Linked DNA regions of Mus musculus: region 2 is linked to region 1. The links are chromatin contacts, called in public HiChIP or PLAC-seq maps. All regions are on one chromosome and are shown on one strand. The core of a region is the stretch at or near the end of the contact, and the rest is flanking DNA. Distances in the headings are between cores, read along the strand shown. Region 1 has its middle 31 kb from the start of Syt9. Region 2 overlaps Syt9 (synaptotagmin IX).

Region 1 (3,489 bases), core at 255-2,754:
TGATCATGAAGGGTTGAGATCCAGGGCAACCAAGCCATCTGGAAATGAGTTGGGGCACTGGGGTCCCTGTGGAATCTCACTAACATGTGGGATGGAGAACTTAGGTACAGAAACACTAACAGCTGATTAAGAGGTAAGGCTTGAATTAACTTTTTATTTTGGAGCCTTTTGATCAGTCCCACAAATGATGTAATCAAGTTTCTGTAGATAGATCTAAATCTGATGAACTAACAAGGATTCCAATATGACTTCTCAGCTTTTTGGCTAAGAACACGTGTAAAATAATAATCTATGTATTCACTCACTCCTCTATTAGTTTGCTTTTTATTGCTGTGCTAAAGGCCATGACTAAAAGAAACTTGAGGAGGAAACGGTTTATTTATTTGGTTTCTATGTCCACATCACAGTTTGTAATGCAGGAGCAAAGTTGGGACACTGAGCTCAAGTGCGACCTGAAGCAGAAGCCATGGAGGAACACTGCTTCCTGGCTTGGTGTTCAGTTTACTCGGCTTGCTTTTGTTTATGCACAAGGGCTACCTGCCCAGGGGCAGCACCATGCACCCTACGCTGAGTCCTCCCGCATCAACTGTAAATCAAGAAAATGCTCCCATAGACTTGCCTACAGGCAAATCTGGTGTGTTTGTTCGTTTGTTTGTTTTTCAGTTGAAGTTCCTTCTTCCCAGATGACCCTATTTATTTCAAGCTGAGAAAAACAAAGCAAAAGCAAAAAAGAAAACAAAACAAAACAAAAAAACCAACAACAAAGAACAAACCAAAAAACCCCCAAACAAACAAAACAATGACAAAATCCCCTAACCATCCCAAGCCCCTTATGCTGAGTGCCTCTGAAACACTTTGTAGATTAGATCTAGTGCAGGAGGTTTATAAAAGACCTCTGAGTCCGTCCTTGAACTCCTGATCTATTTTGGGAATAAACTCAAGAAGCCCTAAGGACACCAGAATCTGCCAAGGAAAGGTTGGATGTGAGACTCCATCATGCAAAGAAGTTGGAATGGCCCTTAGAAGGTATCCTGAAGTAAGACTTGGAGGCTGGACCCTGACTGTCCTTCACTGACCAGTGACTAAGGGCAGGCTGCAGTGGGGAAGAAACATAACTTCTCATACTAACAATTTCTGGTAAGGGACTTTGCCATGAACAACCTGCATTTTAGCCTTTCTGGAGTAAGAAAAATGAGGACCCTTTTCCTACATGGAGGATCTGGAGGATACGCCAGCATCTAACACCATCTTTCTCTCTAGAAGTCACCCTTCTCAAGCCTGTTCAGTTGCTTAGACTTTCTCATCTATTTTTTGTTATTTGTTTGCTTGTTTAAGTACCGAGTCTCACATAGACCACACTGGCTTTAAACTCCATGTAAGTGACACCATGTAAGAGAGGCTAGCTAGCTTTGCACCCCTGACCTTCCTGCCTCTACCCGCAGGGCTGGGATCACAGGAGTGTGCTACTGTGCTAGGTTTCCACCTATCCTTTAGCAGAGGTCAATGGGCTCACTGCAACAATGAGAGACTCCATCTTTTGCCTCCATCCCCTCGGTGGGGACAGGAGTGGCTCACTGTTTTCCTCCCTTTTTCAGGAATGTGGTGCTATTGTCTTGCAAAGAAAACCAATCACACCTTTTGTTCTCAGAGACTTCCTTCTGGTCTTGAGTACTTCCTCTAAACCAGTTCAAAAGGCAACTAGTCAAAGCCAAATGCAGTTCTAAGGGAAGAACTCCTCACATCCTGAGGCTATCCTGTCCTTTAATTAAGCCTTTAAGATTTATTTTATTTTATGTTCAAGAGTATTTATGTGTCTGTGCATGTGCACATATACGTGTGTGTCTGTGCACTACATTCATGCCTGGTGCTTGTAGAGGCCAGAAGAGAGCACTAGATCCCTTGGTGACAGTGAGACTCCAAGTGGGTGCTAGAAAATGGAATCCAGTTGTCATGGCAATAAAATACCTGATGGTCCCGCTGCTGCCCAGCTCTCAGAGCTTCCACTTTTTTTTTTAGATTTATTTATTATATGTAAGTATTATAAGTACACTGTGTAGCTGTCTTCAAACACACCCAAAAAGGGTGTCAGATCTCATTACGGTGGTTGTGAGCCACTATGTGGTTGTTGGGATTGGATTTGAAATCATGGAAGAGCAGTCAGTGCTCTTAACCGCTGAGTCATCATTCCAGGCCCAGAGCTTCTACTTTTGTAGACACATCAGATGTGTCATACATTCAGAATGTTCCAGATTCTATCAAGCTTCTCGTACTGCCGTGTCTTATTCCTATTGATCTGAAAGAGCAGCCAGTGCTCTTAACTACTGAGAGAATTCCCCAGCACAAGGGGCACTTTTTAGTTGCCAACATTTTGACACTACTAGTATCAGAATTTCAATACTTTAAATCTCCCCTCTCCTCATTCTCCACCTTTTATTTTTACTTCGTGTTTCCTTTATAATTTTGTTTAACTTTTGTTCTTAGGTCTGAGATTCTAGATTTCTGTCTTCTGCCTATTTCTAAATCAGTATAGTATTAAGTAGCCTAAACTGATAAGACTAGAGAGATGATCCACCTCATCCTAGAGTCAAAGAGCAACTTTGTTTATCCCACTTGAGAAGAAGCTTTCCGGATCCCTCCCCACATGGCTACTGACTCTAGCTATGCCTCATAAATTCTCACCCAAACCTTTTTAATAGCTTCCTAATGGGTTCCCTCACTCCATTTCCCCTCCCCCTCTCATTTCCCACACTGATGCTGGAGTGATCTGCTTAAAACCCATGTCTAAATCTTATTGCTTCTTCCTTAAAAGCCTTCAAGTTCCGATTGCCTTCTGGATAACGTTCAAAGTCTTTGTCATGGCATTAAAACACCTCATGGTCTGGCTGCTGCCCAGCCCTCAAAGCTCTGTCTTTCGCAGACACATCAGACGCTTCATAAATTCAGAATGTTCCAGATTTTATCATGCATCTTGTATCACTGTGTCTTATTCCTGTTGATCTGTTTGGAACATCCTTTCCTGTACAACTCAGAAAAGAGTTGTTTTTAGGCTTTTTTTTTTTTCTTCATAACATGGTTAACTTGACTTCTTCCTTCCTTCCTTCCTTCCTTCCTTCCTTCCTTCCTTCCTTCCTTCCTTCCTCCCCCCTTTCTTTCTTTCTTTCTTTCTTTCTTTCTTTCTTTCTTTCTTTCTTTCTTTCTTTCTTTCTTTCTTTCTTTCTTTCTTTCTTGTTTTTTGAGACAGGGTTTCTCTGTGTAGCCCTGGCTGTCGTGGAACTCACTCTGTAGACCAGGCTGGCCTGGAACTCAGAAACCGACTTATTGTTTAAGGAAAAGAATTGTACTGAAAAAGTAAAACGTAAAAACAAAATTCTAGGCCTTTAAGCCCAGGCTTGGGAATGTGGCCTTTGTGACTCAATGCTCCAAGGTATGCTAATCATAAAACAGATAGCGGCATCCCTCCACCCACCCACTTCCTGGGTTCAAGGAGTA
Region 2 (3,489 bases), core at 604-3,103, 200 kb before region 1:
GGCCTAAAGCAATCCTGGAATGTGCTAAGTGAAGGGGACAAAGACACTTCTGGAGCCCTTAGGTTTGGTTATCTTCTTCCAAATACTTGTACGGAGGGTGACAGAGGCTGAGCTTTGTTCTGTGGGGAAATGAGACCCTTTTATCAGAACAGGAGTGCTGCACTCACAACATCCAACCTTTTCCCATTGCAGGCTAAGGGAACTAAGGAAGACCAGGTGCTGCTTTAGAAGACCAAGCCTTCGCATCTACAACATCAGAACTGATCAGAATATATTTTAGAAGACATTAGTGGGGGTGGGGAGGCACTACAGAATATAGCGCAGCTCTAAATTAAGGGGGAAAAAAACTCCATTAGCTTTTAAGATTTTAAAAACAAAGGGTTTTTAGTTCCCCGGTTTTACTGCACTATTGTTCACTATGCATCCTACTGGGTTTGGAAATTATGGTGATATGGAAGCAGATGATTAGGTGGGGGGAAGAAATAGCAAGATCAAAACAACTGAAAGTAAATTAGCAAAGCTCCTTACGTCACAAAGCTTTTGGGAATGTGAGGTCTCTGGGGCGGTGAGTCAATGCCAGCAGGGTAGAAACAAAAGAATTTTCCTGAGGATTCCTAGGCTTTGTTTTCATCTCACATTGTTAAGTGAAGCAAGTAATACTAACACCGAGGGGAAAAGAATTCTTAGAGCCAGCATAATTGTATGATCCCTAATCGTGCAAGACCCGGTTGAGCTCTGAGGTACAGACATGTCTTCTAAATGGCTGAGACGTGGGACTGCAAAGTGTGAGGAGAGTTAGTATATCTGCATGCTCTTTCCAGGGACACTGTAATAGAAGAAACAAAGCAGAGGTCAAGTATAACAGCTACAGGCTGAGAGCTTGATGGTTATAACAAGTGTCAGCTTGACAGGATCTAGAATTTCCTGGGAGACAGGTATGTCTGAGAGATGATCTAGTTTAGGCCAATTGAGGCAGGGAGAGCCATGTGAAAGCAGCCAGCCAATACCATTCATCTCTGTTTCCTTACTCTGGAAGCACTTCGAATTTCCCCTGCCACACCTCCCTAGTTGTAAGGTTAGGAGTTAGCCAAATAAACCCATTGTCTTAGCTAAGGTTCCTAAGACTATGAAGAGACACCAGACCACAGCAACTCTTATAAAGGAAAATATTTAACTGGGGCTGGCTTATAGTTTCAGAGGTTTACTTCATTATTATCATGGAGGGAAGCATGGTGGCATACAGACAGATGTGGTGCTGGAGAAGTTCTACATCTGGCAGGTAGCAGGAAGAGAGAGATACTGGGCGTGGCTTGAGCATTAGAAACCTCAAAGCCCACCCCGAAGTGATTCACTTCCTCCAACAGGGGCGCATAAAATAATCCTTTCAAACAATGCTACTCCCTATGAGCCTATGGGCACCATTTCCATTCAAAGCATCTTGTCCCTTCCTTCCCTCCATGCTTGTCTCAGGTGTTTGGTCACAGTAACAAAAACCACAACTAACACAGTGAGAAAGTGAGAGGGAGAACCTTTCCCAAAGCGTCCTGTGCGGTCCATCCACTCTGGATGGCTATGATGGTTATACTCTAGCAGCAGTGGTGTGGAAGAACACTGTGTCTAAAAGCTCTGTCTGGAACCAAAAGTCCTGTTTCAATCTCGTCTGCCTTTGTGATGATGATAAACACACACACACACACACACACACACACACACACACACACACCCCAGCTGCTTACAGAATAAAGCATGGCTGCTGCTCTGACAAACAAGTAAAGGATACTGCTTTGTCTTCTCACACCAGGTGAGGGGGAGGAGCTCCTTGTATGCTGTGCCCAAGACAGAGCCCCAGGGGCAGAGTTAGCAAGCGGCAGCACATTATACACCTCAAGGTTAACCAAGACCGGCTTCTCATCACCTCTACCACAAAGGAAAGCAACAAGGCCAGGTCCAAAGTTACTGATTCGAGACCTGACAAGACTGAAGAGGGTCACACAGAAAGACTAGGACAGACGGTCCACTCAGCCTGCTTGCTTTGCCACTCATCTGCTGGTGACAGTGAACACACTATGTAAGGCTCAGTTTGTTTTGTGGGAGACAATACTGTTTGCCTGTTTATAGGCTGCACTCTTTACCTTTCTTGTTACTGTGACACAGTATTTAGCAAAAGCAACCTAGGGGAGGGCAGGCTTATTTTGGCTTTCAGTTTGAGAGGACACAGTCTTTGCGGAACACCAGATACTGGGTGACACTGTGTCCGCAGCCAGGAAGCAGAGATGAATGTTGGTGTTCACTCTTTCTTTCCCTTTTTTATTTAGGCCAAATCCTGAGTCCATGGGATAGTGTCACTCACACTTACATCTGGGTTTACTTTGCTCAGCTAAATCTTCCTGGAAAACTCCCCTTTAAAGAGACACCTAGTGTTAGCAACCCTTCTAGGCTCTGCCCCACAGTTACCTGGCAACAGCCAGGTATGCCTGGCTTAGTATAAGCCAGTTCATTCTCTCTGCTCTCTCTCTTACTCTCTGCTCTTTCTTTCCCTGACCCCCTTCTCTTCTTCCTTCTTCCTCATCTCTCTCCATGTGTTCCTGGCCAGCTTCTTCTTCCCCCCACCCCCTGCTCTCTCTCTTCTCCCTTCCCAACTCCCCTACCCATGTCCTAAATAAACTCTATTCTATACTATATTTGTCGCATTGGTACTTTATGGGGAAGGGATACCTCAGCATGGGCCTAATGAGGCACCTCCCCTCCCACCTCACCATACCATGCCTCTATCAAAACATATCCTGGCCTCTTTATTTTATAAAACACAACATCTAGAGACATGTCCCCTAGATGATTCCCAAGTTAGACAACTTGCCAATGGCGATTAAGCACCACACAGGGTGAAAGCTCAATTGGATGATGTATATACATAGCATGATAAAGCGCCTTGGTGAGAGGAGGAATTTGGTGCAAGAATATTTACATTATATCATTGTTAATTCAAGGTATTGTTTTTAAAAACAAGGTGTTTTAGCTAGGGTTTTATTGCTGTGAAGAGACACCATGACCAGTGCAACTCTTATAAAGTAAAACATTTCATTAGGGCTGGCCTACAGGTTCAGAGGTTTACTCCATTGTCATCATGGTGGGAACCATGGCAGCATGCAGGCATGGTACTGGAGCAGCTGAGAGTTCTAAATATTGATCAGAAGACAGCCTAAGAAGACTGGATTCCACACGGGGCTTGGCTTGAATATTTAAGTCCTCAAAGCCCACCTACACAGTGATGTACTTTCTCTAACAAGGCCATAGATCTTCCAGTAAGGCCATACCTCCTAATAGTGCCACTCCCTATGGACAAGCATTTAAAGACATGAATCTATGGGGGCCAAACCTTTCAAACCACCACACCAGGCATATTGGCCTATGAGGATGGCAGGAGCCAGCACTGGAAAGAAGTCAGGACAGGAATGGAGAGACGCGGGCTAGGGTTTAAGGTGGTGAGAA

The links. HiChIP or PLAC-seq counts read pairs in DNA pulled down with a chosen protein or histone mark.
Region 2: a contact with region 1 is called in an H3K27ac HiChIP or PLAC-seq map of embryonic stem cells, with 10 read pairs. The contact joins two enhancer-like sites. A contact is called at or near these places in 4 of 484 Hi-C or Micro-C datasets (the N1E-115 cell line, cortical neurons, nephron progenitors and 1 more) and 5 of 115 datasets of contacts at active chromatin or transcription factors (all in embryonic stem cells).

What each region holds. Positions count from the first base shown.
Region 1 is chr7:107,337,861-107,341,349 of GRCm38.p6, reverse strand. No RefSeq gene overlaps it. Among named protein-coding and RNA genes, the nearest start is that of Syt9, 31 kb to the left of the region's middle. Within about 2 kb of position 1,504, at least 18 of the 459 cell types and tissues checked have an H3K27ac peak or open chromatin away from gene starts, as enhancers often do. A contact at or near this core is called in embryonic stem cells, where this site is marked.
Region 2 is chr7:107,533,830-107,537,318 of GRCm38.p6, reverse strand. All of the region lies in intron 6 of Syt9 (synaptotagmin IX), which reads right to left. Among named protein-coding and RNA genes, the nearest start is that of Olfml1, 32 kb to the left of the region's middle. Within about 2 kb of position 1,853, at least 8 of the 459 cell types and tissues checked have an H3K27ac peak or open chromatin away from gene starts, as enhancers often do. A contact at or near this core is called in embryonic stem cells, where this site is marked.